2 separate regions of the Oncorhynchus mykiss genome follow, and region 1 is linked to region 2. Evidence: chromatin contacts called from public Hi-C data. All regions are on one chromosome and are shown on one strand. The core of a region is the stretch at or near the end of the contact, and the rest is flanking DNA. Distances in the headings are between cores, read along the strand shown.

The links. A called contact is a pair of places that touch in the nucleus more often than the background predicts.
Region 1: a contact with region 2 is called in a Hi-C map of liver, with 2.2 times the contacts expected there. The contact joins the promoter of zgc:56585 here to the enhancer-like site in region 2. A contact is called at or near these places in 3 of 3 Hi-C or Micro-C datasets (blood and liver).

What each region holds. Positions count from the first base shown.
Region 1 is chr2:50,569,911-50,576,924 of USDA_OmykA_1.1, reverse strand. zgc:56585 (15-hydroxyprostaglandin dehydrogenase [NAD(+)]) reads right to left here and starts at 1,509. Exons shown (of 8, transcript XM_021564453.2): 1 at 1,227-1,509; 2 at 909-1,032. The coding sequence starts at 1,319.
Region 2 is chr2:50,512,693-50,519,610 of USDA_OmykA_1.1, reverse strand. LOC110491068 (la-related protein 1) reads left to right here. Exons shown (of 20, transcript XM_036950070.1): 8 at 4,454-4,616; 9 at 5,123-5,267. Among protein-coding and RNA genes, the nearest start is that of LOC110491068, 45 kb to the left of the region's middle. Within about 2 kb of position 4,565, at least 1 of the 11 cell types and tissues checked has an H3K27ac peak or open chromatin away from gene starts, as enhancers often do. A contact at or near this core is called in liver, where this site is marked.

The DNA.
Region 1 (7,014 bases), core at 260-2,759, 60 kb before region 2:
AACAGAATAGAAATGTCACCATGAGTTGCAAAGTGAAGAAAAAGGTGCGAGGGAGTTACTTCTCACTTGTTATTTTGGGTGTGTTAGTAAATTCAATCTGGAGTGCCAGAGTGCGCTCAGGGCGTTCTTAAATTCAGAGCGTTGTTAGATTGTCCGGAAATTCCAAGCGTTTGTGACTGTAACTGTGCTGCTGAAAACAATTTAATTACGCTTTTTTTCCCAGACGTGTACTGACACCGGACATATTCAACGGGTTTTGAGCGTTTGTAAATTCATCAGATGTTCGACGCTCTGGCACACTCCGACGAGTGCTTTGAAATCGGAGTAGATAGCCAGAGCGAATTTACAAGCGCACCCTTTAGTGAAGGGAAGTCCTTCCCGGTATTACTGTGTCAGAACTTTGTGTTGACAAAGATACTGTATATCAGCTTCATTTTGAATCTACGTAGTAATACATTGGAAACACTCTGTTGATTTTGAGGGTAAACAGTCCATACATTACATAAACTGTTCTGCTCCTTGAGGAATTAGTGTGCCTTAAAAAAAGCACAAAAGAATGCAGCATAGAAGGCAATCCACACGTTCAGCCTGGCTGTAGGCTTTACTGTAGTCTATATGACTGGAGTGTGTGTGTAAAGTAAAACCCAATTGCTGCTCAAAGTTCCTCAAGTATATATGCAACAAGATTTATAGATTGGAATAATTGTATTTTCCCCAGAGGAAACTTCAGTTGTGGCAAGTTGATAATTGTAGCCTAATATTTATCTTTGTTAATCAACATTATCTGAAATCACTACCAGTGTTGAGGTAATGATGAACAGAATGGATATGGACAGTTGTGGTTCTTTCCTTAAAGCGTTTACAAGTATCTCAATATGTTACTAAATGATAAAGCAGTCATGATTTACCTTTTAGTTGTTCCTCAGATTCAACGGTGCAGGTAAGAAACAGTGTTCTGTCTGGTCCATATTCTTTATCAAAGGCAGCCTTCAAATCCTTCCCCCCTGACTCATTTATATCCAACAGGGCTACCTAAACATACAGAACAACCAAAATATTACTTTTAATAAAGAAAATCATGGAACATCGAATAAATTTATTTTGATTACGTTTATTTATTTTAATATTAGAAGTCATTTACAAGACGTAACGCATATTGTAGCATGTATTCTGACAGTGAAAAACAAAACAACAGTTTCATTGACAACACTGACGCGGACTCTTACCTTTGCTCCTTTTTGCAAAAGAATTTCTGAGAAACCTTTACCCAAACCTTGCACCGCACCAGTCACTAAAGCCACTTTGCCATGTAACGCCATCACTGAAACAAGGTAGCCTGATAAGCAGAGAAGACGCGGTAGCAAACTTCTTCAAACTCACACAAGAACAAGACTTTTGACGTCGCGGAGAAACGTTCTAAAGTCAGCGCTGAGTCCATGTCAGAACTGATTTGACGATCAACATCATTCAATGACGTCGGATCGTTGGTTGTAAGAATTGCGCACGCGCATTGTAGAACGGTGGGACACCTTCAGCAAAGACGGTACACTAGGAAGAGAGGCAAACACTGCTTCTGCAATAGAAATCCCCGATCACGTAGGCGATGCCACGGCGAAGTTGGCTAGCAAAGGCCATGCGTAGGAACACTTCATTGGGTCTAACGGCCGTCTCGTGCCGAACTGCGCATGTGTGAGCCGTCAAATCAAAAGCACTCCGACATAAAGTTGTTTTTTGACAAAAATAAAAACGTGTCAGTTTGTCACTTTCACGAGGTTGGAGTAATAATATGGTCAACTACTTAAGACATTGGCTCGAATCTAGGTTGTGCCTTGAGATTTCGAGAAAATTAATGACTAAATAAAACAATTGCATTTCTCTTACCCCAGACTCCGGCCTGGAATGTTTGGTCTGTTTCGCAAGCGTTCCCGGAAGTTTCGCGGTGTTGCGCCTCTGAGTTTAGAAACTCTGTGCTTTCAGGCTACAATTTTGGGGGGCGCTGTCCTTGGACCCTTAGTTATGGCTTAATAATAACCTATAGCTAATAATATTAGCATAATAGGCTGTATTATGTATTTTATGCAGACTGAAAGTAGCTGTTGAATCATTATGGAATGAAGAAAATACTGTATACGGGAGTCATACCTTATTTTTGTTTTGAGATCCTAGGTATGAATATTTCTATATATTATTTTGAAATTCACAAATCTTGATCTTATTTCTCTCAAGTCCAACCTACAGCAATACATTCCTCCCTTTACAGTACCGACCCTTACAGAAACATAATACTGTAGTTGCATATTTGATCACTAGATGGGAGTAAATAATCATGTCATAAGTCTGTCAATGCTTCTTTAACTTCCTCCCTTTTCCTTAAAGAGCTCTGCTAGGAGCTCTCACCCATCAAGACTTTTGACATCAGTATTGATGTAGGATAGGTTATATAAAACGGAAGCCAAGTGAACTATGTAAATACATCTGCAGTCCACTGTCATTCTGTATTGGAACTGTCCATTTTGCATCTTGGTTGTGTCTCAACAAGCAAGCTCAGCCTTTAGACATGAACATCATGAAAGGGTTACAAGATTTAATAAACATTGTTGTTATGTTGCCAACAGACACTATTGTGAAAAATAAGGACAATAATTACAATTGAATCAATCAAATCAATCAAATGTTCTCAGCACACTATAACAATTATTTTAAAATGAAATATTACTTCTTCCATAGTTAAATACCACAATTTAAAATAAAAAAGCATCAAAAACAGAAAGAAATGCATAAAACAATATAAGCATATGTCAAAAGCTCAATGCATGATTAATAGAGTCTCAGCCAGGTCACTCATGATACAAGTCAGTATTCAACATCCATCCATTTCTGCCTAGTTAAATAAAGGTTAAATAAAAAATAACAAAAATACAATTCTGAGGACGTCAGGAGATGATGTGGAAACTGGCCACAGCAATAGAAAGTTATTCTTGTTTTAAGCCTATCCCAACCTTTAACCTTAACCACTCAGAGTTAATTCCTAACTTTAACCCTAACCTTAAAAAATTTGAAGTTAATGCCTAAACTTAACCTTAAACACTTCAAACTGTTACATTTGGAACAACTCTGAAATGTGAAGTTTGAGAAACATGGATGAACGTCTAATTCTGACGTGAGACTGTGAGAACTAGTTGTCTGTCTACTATATTCACTATCTGTGTGTGTTCTCTTGGTCATCTTTCTGTGAGGGACGATAGGAGGGAGGGGGGTAGCAGAACTATCCGTTTCTGTCACATATGGCACACCCTACCCTGATAGCTGTTCCTCTACTCACTGGGAGGGGTTGATTACAGGAACATCCCACAGACAGACAGCTCACTGGGAGTTCCCTATTCATAAACTTCCCATCAGAATAACTAGTTATATTCAACACCAAAACACATCAACGCCACAGTAAATGTAGGCCTATACTCCCTCACTCAGCAGGGTACCTGATTACAGGAGCATCCCACAGCACACTGTGAGTTTACTGTTCATAACCCGACCTCCCCACAAGAGTAACTTGTGTGTGTGTGTGCACCCTTCTCCTATTTCCAAATAGGAGAAACCTGAATATTAGGTTCCCTCTCTACCCAAGGGGATTCAATAGGACTGTTGCCAGAAGGGTTTTAGTAAGCATACTTGACAAGACTGTGCATGCCTTCAAATATTTTTTACATAACACTCCATCGTTGGCCTACTTATGATAACATGTCAGCTAAGTAAAATCCATTCATGCTTTTTCAAACAGTTATGTTATGCAAATGTAAAAGGATGGACAATTTGCCAGTTACATTATTGTGAATAATTTTATGATGGGTTTAATTAAACATGATTTCCACAAACACAATGCAGCTTGAGGGACTGAGTGGAAGTGGTGGTAATACATACGTAGGATCTTAATTTGAGCCAGTTTGCTACTGCAGGAAAATTAAAAATGTGAATCATTATGTGGAATATTATGAATGGACATTTTTGTAGGGGTTGATACATTTTCTTTAGGGCAAGTCAAGTCTGAATTTTCTAAGTGGAAATTATACACATTAGAAGCCTTTTTAAAAGACAGGACAATTCTCAGCAACAAAAGAGTGATCAAATGAAGATCCTACATTTGTAGTGAAACGGCCCATTGCCTTCCTGGGAGACTGAGATAGCACCAGCTGGCTTAGCAAACAACCCCACTGTGGTGAATCACCAGTTTTAGGATGGGGTCAGGGCCTGATGTGCCCATCTAATCTGCCTGAGGGCAATGCCAGACAGAAACACTGGCTCTTTGACACACACAACATTAGGTTTTGTGTTACTTACACAATTATTTTTCTTTTTGACTATTTTTGACTATAATGTTGTGCTTCATATGGTTTATATGGAGTTCAAGAAAACAGCAAGGCTTTCTCTACAGAAAATTGTGTTAACCACATGTTTGTACTTGACTATAAAAAACCCAATAATTGAAATCGGTGACTACTACCACTAGGTGGGGCTTTGACTGATTTATCCATGAGAGTTGTCTTTTCAAATGTTTTCACATTGACCACATTTACATGCGCACCAATATCCTATTATTATTTGGGACACAAGTATTATATATATATTTTTGAGTTATACAAATGCATACAAACGTCGTATCCCGTTTACAATAAGTATTATATTTTTGAGTTATAGAAACGCATACAAACGTTGTATCCCGTTTACAATAAACTGAAAATGCTTGTATGAGAAACCTGGATAAGATGCCTGGCATATGCTTATCTAAGACGGGAAACAGTGTCATGTAAAGATCTTCTCCTGTTTACTGTTGTTTTTGTGTTCTGCACAGGCCTCCGTTTCACATATCATGGGTGTTGTGTGACTGCACTTTCATCTGATTGTCAAACAAATCCCTTCAAAACATAGGCTACCTGCGCAGTTCCATCCACCATAATATTTCCAGAATAATAACCTATAATTGATTTATTATAATTGACCACTGGCTATATTTCACCCCTAATTTGTCAACTATAATTAAATACATGCAGCTTCTCTTCTGTCACAACTTGTTGCCCCAGAAGACTAAATAACGTAGTGCTGACCAGAATAATGTCTTGCATCGATAGAATGAATGCGCTAGTCATCTAGTTAACACTGGTAAAGTTGTCTCTTTAGTTTAGGGATCAGGGAGAAAACACTAACTCCAAAACAGTGGAAAGACTGGTCCTGTGCAAAATGTCCAAATGTCATCAGTTTGACCATTTTTAAGAAAATGAAAAACTGAGAAATCGATAACTCGTTTTTGATAAGACTTCAGTTCATCTTGGGTGCATGTTTGATGTGGTTGAAATACGGTCTGCTTGCATAACAGTGTCAAAGATAACACATTACACACACATTCACATTTTCTAAAGATGCTGAAAGAGATCATATTTCTCCACACCTGTTCCCGAGACAAAATTGACATTTGTTGTATAACTTTACTGCAAGAAATGCATAATTCTGCAGGAGTTAATATTATAGGTTATAGGCCTACAGTAAGTGTCCATATTTCAGTTAATATTCCATTTAACCCATATGAACTTAAATTAGGCATATTCTGTTTATTCATGGTTACAGGGATACTCATGACCGGGATATCAAAGGTGCATGTAAACAGCTTAGCCAAAATAAGACCTTAAGCGGGATACTGTGCGCATGTAAACTTAGTCAGTGATAGTTCAGCTGATATTGTTCAATATATCCACACAATTACTATTCATGAAATACTCTGGTCTTAAATATCACCTGGGTTTTTATTATTTATTTAACATCTAATTTCCTTCAAAATATCATCAATTCCAGAGCTTTTTGTATAAAAGGAAACTTTCTCACATAACCAATTAAAAAATACTCATGTGTTCTTCTTCAAATATCATAACTTTATGCAGAAGTATTATTATCATTAACTATTACACAAACTGTATGTATGAGTATCAATAACAAGCATCAGTTTTGCTGAGTACACTGAATCCGTCCACTCCACCTGCCCAGCAAGTAGCACTTTCACACACCCATTGTAATTGTTTCAGATGCTTCTCATTCAGACAGCATGGGCACACTGGGTGACAGTATCACTGTCTCTCTCTGTCTATTCTCTCTGGCCTGCTCCTGACCCCTTTCGCTGGGCTGCAACCTAGGGATCCTAAAAAAAAGTAGGGCCCTGAATTTTTCCCTGACCACCTGATCTGACCAGGACAAACTCCAGGGCCTACTTATTTATAGCTTATAACTATAGGACCCAAACTTTTCCCTGGTCGGGTAACGTGGTCAGGACAAACTCTGGGCCATATCACAAAAGTTTAATATGGTAGTAGTGCGCCATACTGAAAGCCTAGTTGAAGAGATCAAGCTGAGCTTACATCTAGATATGAATCACATTCAGGGGTTTACTAGTATATCTCCAGTCAATCACATTTCAGATTTTTCACACTGTGGCATTTGATTACACAGCCTACACTCTGTTTGCATTAGCTTGGAGCTTGGTCCACTAAGATCATTCAGGTGACTCTAAATTAAATCCACTGATATTCCCCAGTTCGATCAATCAATCAATCAAATGTATTTAGAAAGCCCTTCTTACATCAGTTGATATCACAAAGTGCTGTACAGAGACCCAGCCTAAAAGTTGTTTACAAATGGATTACGTTATAAGGTATTTTATTTGTGTAATTCTAGAGTATTTTTTTCTCTCTCTCTCTGTCTAGTTTAGAACATATGTAATATTTACAGATCCCATAATGGGACTGTATTAAATATATTCAAACCACTACATCTCTCCGAGTTGCCTCCCCTCTGCCTGAGCAGCAGCTCCACAATGCCCCCAGCATGCATTGCTTACGGAGCAATTCCACCATTTAAAGCTTTCAATTGTGATTTGCTGACCAGTTGCTGACTTTAGTTTTCATCCCTGTAGCCCATGGCCATTTAACTGGCGATTTAAATTACTAAAGAGCTCCAATAGACTGGACAATGCCA
Region 2 (6,918 bases), core at 3,316-5,815:
TACCATGCAAATGGTCAAAGTCATATCATATTGTAACTATACTGAACACAATTATAAACGCAACATGCAACAATTGTCGCAGTTCATTTAAGGAAGTTAGTCAATAGAAATAGAGGCCCTAATTTCACATGACTGGGCAGGGGTGCAGCCATGGGTGGGCCTTGGAGTCCGGTTGGATGTACTGCCAAAATCTCTAAAACGACATTGGAGACAGTTTATGGGAGCAAAATTAACATTCAATTCTCTGGAACAGCTCTGGTGGACATTCCTGCAGTCAGCATGCCAATCGCACACTCTGTGGCATTGTGCTGTGTGACAAAACTGCTCATTTTAAAGTGGCCTTTTATTGTCCCAAGCACAAGGTGCATCTGTGTAATAATTATGCTTCTTTGACTTCACCATTTTTTTGCACAAAATGAGATGAGCTTTTTGTGTGTATGGAACATTTCTGGAGTGTTTTTATTTCAGCTCATGAAACATGTGACCAACACTTTACATGTTGTTTCTATTAGTATTCAGTTTAGTTGGATACAGTCGACTCACATCTACTGAACTGTTCAGTGCAATTCACCTGTCTCCATTCTCTTGTATTTTTACCTACTTTCCTTCAGAAATCACACACTCTTGGTTAACACAATTGTCAAGCCATACAGTGTGCTGTGCCATTCCTGCTCTATGAGAATCAGCCTCATTAAACTACCTCAACTGGAATCCTACCGGTCTGCCATCTGTGCCCTTACAAGCACCTGGGAGAGAACATTTATCCTTTTATTTAACTAAGCAAGTCAGTTAAGAACAAATTCTTATTTACAATGACAGCCTACCCCTGCCAAACCTTAACCTGGACGACACTGGGCCAATAGTGCGCTGCCCTATGGGACTCCCAATCACGGCCTGTTGTGATAAAGCCTGTAATTGAACCAGGGTCTGTAGTGACGCCTCTAGCACTGAGATGCAGTGACTGCTGCGCCACTCGGGAGCCCAGATATACAGTCCAGCAGGTCCTCCTCCACTACATTATGGTCCATTCGAGACGGATCTTAAGTGCTTTTCCCCGGTGCAAGGTGCAAGACTACTACGTGAGTGAGGCTTTCACACATCCAGCAGTTCGTTCGACGCATCAGAAACGGCCACCACAGCATCTACAAGATTGCGAGGTAGGCTATGTGAGCCATACACGGCATACTTCACCCCACCATAGCACAGCACCGAATGATGTAAATGGTCAAGAAGAGGAGTGGTATTTTCATCATGAAGGAGCGGCAAAGATGACCCCCTTCACCTTGTCACATGCAACCTCATCCACTCGCCAGGTTCAATGGGATGCTGGCTCAGAGAGGGATCAGAGCCATCACCAGAGGGTATGGGTTAGAACCCTAGATAGCCCACAGCCTGCAGAGAAAAAGAGAACACATGGAGGTAAGCTGAGAAGCCCCCACACCCTACCCTTACCGGGAACACAGGAAGCTGCCAACAGCTTTCCAAGCAGAGCTAGAGGAAATCCGGAAAGAGAACGAGAAGCTGCGTATATCAATCAAATGTATTTATAAAGACCTTCTTACATCAGCTGATGTCACAAAGTGCTGTACAGAAACCCAGCCTAAAACCCCAAACAGCAAGCAATGCATGTGTAGAAGCATGGTGGCTAGGAAAAACTCCCTAGAAAGGCCAAAACCTAGGAAGAAACCTAGAGAGGAACCAGGCTATGAGGAGTGGCCAGTCTGGCTGTGCTGGGTGACGATTATAATAGAACATGGCCAAGATGTTCAAATGTTCATAGATGACCAGCAGGGTCAAATAATAATAATCACAGTGGTTGTCGAGGGTGCAACAGGTCAGCACTTCAGGAGTGAATGTCAGTTGGCTTTTCACAGCCGATCATTCAGAGTATATCTACCGCTCCTGCTGTCTCTAGAGAGTTGAAAACAGCAGGTCTGAGACAGGTAGCACATCCGGTGAACAGGTCAGGGTTCCATAGCCTCAGGCAGAACAGTTGAAACTGGAACAGCAGCATGGCCAGGTGGACTGGGGACAGCAAGGAGTCATCAGGCCAGGTAGTCCTGAGGCATGGTCCTAGGGCTCAGGTCCTCAGAGAGAGAATTAGAGAAAGCATACTTAAATTCACACAGGACACCAGATATCTCATCTAGCCGTAGAGCGAGAATTCGAGGTTCATGGCGTTAAACAGGAAATGGGGAAGCTTGTGGATAAGGTCTGCAGCCAGCTATACCCCCCCCCCCCCAAAAAAAAAAGTCTACTCAGCAACAGTCTGGCCCCAATGTACGAATTGAGTCCGTTTTTCCAGTCCACCTCATTCCCCCAGTTGAGCTAGAGGAAGAGCTCAGTGAGGAGTACGATAACGATGAGTTAGAGCAGCCAGCGTAAGAACAAGTAGTAGACCTTCTGGACAAGATGAGTGAGCTCAGTCATGAGGGATCAGGCTTCTTCTGCTGCTGCTAAGCAGAGTAGACCGGCATCGGTAGTCAAGTATCCAGGCAACCCTCCATGAGAGGCTACACCTTCGCCATGTCTCAGAGTCAAGTTATCACCCTGATGGGGGGACTGTAGCCTACCTCCTCACCAGGCCAGTGTTGCACCTTCACACTTTTCGACACCATTGATTTTATAATGTTAATTGTTCTGACCGTTTTGTTATTGGGATAAAACATTTCATTGGCCTCTAAATGTCACTCTTAAAGGCATCTAAGTGGGTATGCTGAACCTATATTGTGCAAGAAAAAAATCTGTTATGAATTCTTTAGTTTTTGTTAACGTGCTGTCAGTCAATAAACTGGTTACATTTCCAAAATCCCCTTAGTGGAAAATCATGAATTGTTATATGGAGGGCTATCAGCTGGATGGTTCGAGCGCATTCGATCCTCTGTAGAACAATACTGTTGAATGAAGCTTCGCCACATGTCATAAAGCCCAGCTCTCCACTCTACCAGCTCTCTCTTTGTGTGGTTGCGCTCCATTGCTGGTTCCGATCAATGTGTGGTTGTGCTTATGTGGAAATGGTGGAATGATCTGTCTGCTGGCTTTGCCTTGGTCTTGTGTGACCCTGATCCAGCCTCACTAAGGAAACAGTATGAGCAAAACAATTTAATAACTACCAGAGTGTGTTAGGACGTGTCAAGACCTGGGATAGCTCAGGGCAGTGGGGTTAGACATGGTGCTCGGGATTAAGAGTTTAAAATAATTTCACTATTGGAGTAGTATCATAAATGTGTTGCATATTCAAAATCCATGTGGGGTTAATTAGCTTAAGTGTTTGACCCGAGCACTGCTGCACGAGGGAGGCACTCTATTGCTGCAGCTGTGGAGGGGCCGGTGTGAGATGGGAGGGAGAGAAGGTGGAGCTCTATTGCTGCAGCTGTGGAGGGGCCGGTGTGAGATGGGAGGGAGAGAGGGCGGAGCTCTATGGCTGCAGCTGTGGAGGGGCCGGTGTGAGATGGGAGGGAGAGAAGGTGGAGCTCTATTGCTGCAGCTGTGGAGGGGCTGGTGTGAGATGGGAGGGAGAGAGGGTGGAGCTCTATGGCTGCAGCTGTGGAGGGGCCGGTGTGAGATGGGAGGGAGAGAGGGTGGAGCTCTATTGCTGCAGCTGTGGAGGGGCCGGTGTGAGATGGGAGGGAGAGAGGGTGGAGCTCTATTGCTGCAGCTGTGGAGGGGCTGGTGTGAGATGGGAGGGAGAGAGGGTGGAGCTCTATTGCTGCAGCTGTGGAGGGGCCGGTGTGAGATGGGAGGGAGCAGACGGAGGGAGAGGTGAACTTATGTGAGTGCATTGTTTATTGTTAATTTAACTTTTGTGTATTATCTACCTCACTTGCTTTGGCAATGTTAACATATGTTTCCCATGCCAATAAAACCCCTTGAATTTAATTGAGAGGGAGATGCAGTAGTACTCACACAAGTATTCGAATACTAACGTCCGTTTGGATATTCAAATATTCTACATCCCTAGCCTGGCTGGGCCTGTTGGTTTTGGCAACCAGCCGCTCCTCTCTCACCTCTGACTGGGCCATGGGAGTCTGCCTCTGACAGGAAAACACTGCCACCTTTCATTTGAGGAGAAAGGGGGTGGAACAGGGGAAGAGGAGTAAAGGTGACACTCCCTCCCTCCACCCACCCCCTGTTGTGATGAAACCTGCCGTTCTTCTCCTTCTCACTTGGCCGAGATCCACCTGTTTTGAGTTTTCAGACTCTTCCCTCTCCTCAGGAACACAGTGTTACTTTCAGAAGTCAAAGGATTTTCCCCCGGGGGACACCACATTTTAAATCTTAGCTAGTTCCTATTTAGTAAATCATTGCGCGCCTTCCTGGGATTCAACAGCTGTGCTGCAAATGTCTCCCTGCTGTTGGTGAACTCTTGTAGCTCTGCAGCCTTGTTGTTCACTTGTAGTAGGCTTGTGACAGTGGCCCTGTAATGGTTTACTACTGCCGTGTCTCCTACCAGGTCACCCTGACTACCATTATGGCTACAAGGCCTACAACGGGAAGGACGGTGCCTACGGACAGAAGTTTGGTGCTCCAGTGACCTATTACTACGACAACATGAGCAGCAGTGACCTGTACACAGTGGACCAGGGCCTGCTCAAGGACTATGTCAAAAGGCAGATGTGAGTACTTACCTACCTACCGTTGGTTACGTTGCTTTAAATGTACTACCATTGGTAACTATGCGTCATAAGTTCTGCCATTGGTTACTACGCTTTATAGGTCAATGTTTCAAGAGGAAGCAGATGTCACTGTTGTTCAGCCTTGGAATAGTGTAATATAATATATATGCGATTTAGCAGACACTTTTATCCAAACCGACTTAAACATGCATGCATACTTTCTCATATGGGTGTCCCCAGAATATAACATGGAATCTGAATCAAATTCCATCTCCTAAACATCTGATGACAATTGAAATTACGTTTATCTCCAACTCAAACAATGCTGAGAACGTAGGCAAATATTTAGTCTCAACTTTTCCCACATTATGTCATTGTATTCCCTGACAAGGGCTTGGCTTGACAGTGTTTCTTCTATTGAACATGCCTTCATAATAAAGGCATTTTAATTATAGGAAGAGTACCTTGATCCTCCTTGTTTTTGAACTTTCCGCGTCTCTCCGTAGTGAGTACTACTTCAGCCTTGGCAACCTGGAGCGGGATTTCTTCCTGCGCAAGAAGATGGACCAGGAGGGCTTCCTGTCACTTGGCCTGATTGCCAGCTTCCACAGGGTGCAGGCCCTCACCACTGATGTCAGCCTCATCATAGAGGTACATTATGTTCCTTATTTACATGTTTAGCCAGATGGCTTTAGTCTCATAACTAAATATGTTTCTATGCCTCATCAGCTGTATAATTTGTAGGTATTTCATGGCTTTTCATCGAGCTTTGACTTGTAAAAAACAGTTTCTGCAGACCGTATTAAATAGGACTGATCTCTCTTTTAATGTTGTTGTTTAATATCTATCAATCTACAAAAGTATGTGGACACCCCTTACAATGTGGTGATTTGGCTATATCAGCCACACCTGTTGCTGACAGTTATATTCAATCGATCACACAGACATGCAATCTTGATAGACAGACAAACATTGGCAGTAGAATGACCTTACTGAAGCAGCCGCCCACAAGCCTAAGATCACAATGCGAAGTGTCAGCTGGAGTCGTGTACATTTTGCTGCCATTGGACTCCGGAGCAGTGGAAATTTGTTCTCTGGAGTGGGGAATCACACTTCACCTTCTGGCAGTCCAACGGACTAATCTGGGTTTGGTGGATGCCAGGAGAACACCACTTGCCCCAATGCATAGTGACAACTGTACAGTTTGGTGGAGGAGGATTAATGGTCTGGGGCTGTTTTTCATGGTTCGGGCTAGGCCCCTTAGTTCTAGTGAAGAGATCTTAATGCTACAGCATACAATTACATTCTAGACGATTCTGAGCCTCCAACTTTCTGGCAACAGCTTGGGGAAGGTCCTTTCCAGTTTCAGCATGACACTACACCCGTACGCAAAGTGAGGTCCATACAGAAATGTTTTTTCGAGATAGGTGTGGAAGAATTGACTGGCCTGCACAGAGCCCTGATCTCAACCCTATCGAACACCTTTGGGATGAATTGGAACGCAGACTACGAGTCAGGCTTTTCCTTCACTCTGCGGTCCAACTCATCCCAAACCATCTCAATTGGGTTGAGGTCGGGTGATTGTGGAGGCCAGAACATCTGATGCAGCACTCCATCACTCTCCTTCTTGGTCAAATAGCCCTTACACAGCCTGGAGGTGTGTTGGGTCATTGTCCTGTTGAAAAACAAATGATAGTCCAAATAAGCACAAACAAGATGGGATGGCGTATCGCTGCAGAATGCTGTGGTAGCCATGCTGGTTAAGTGTGCCTTGAATTGTAAATAAATCACCGATAGTCACCAGCTGCAATTTCTGAGGCTGGTAACTCTAATGAACTTCCGCAGCAGAGGTAACTCTGGGTCTTCCTTTCCTGTGGTCCTCGTGAGAACCAGTTCCATCATAGCACTTGATGGTTTTTGTGACTGCACTTGGAAGAAACTTTCAAAGTTTTTGAAATGTTCCGGATTGACTGACCTTCATGTCTTAAAGTAATAATGGACTGTTGTTTCTCTTTGCTTATTTGAGCTGTTCTTACCATAATATGGACTTGGTATTTTTCCAAATAGGTCTATCTTCTGTATACCACCCCTACCTTGTCACAACACAACTGATTGGCTCCAACGCATTACGAAGGAAAGACATTCCACAAATGAACTTTTAACAAGGCACACCTGTTAATTTAAATGCATTCCAGGTGACTACCTCATGACGCTGGTTGAAAGAAGGCCAAGTGTGCAAAGCTGTCATCAAGGCAAAGGGTGGCGACTTTGAAAGATCTTGACTATAAAATACATTTTGATT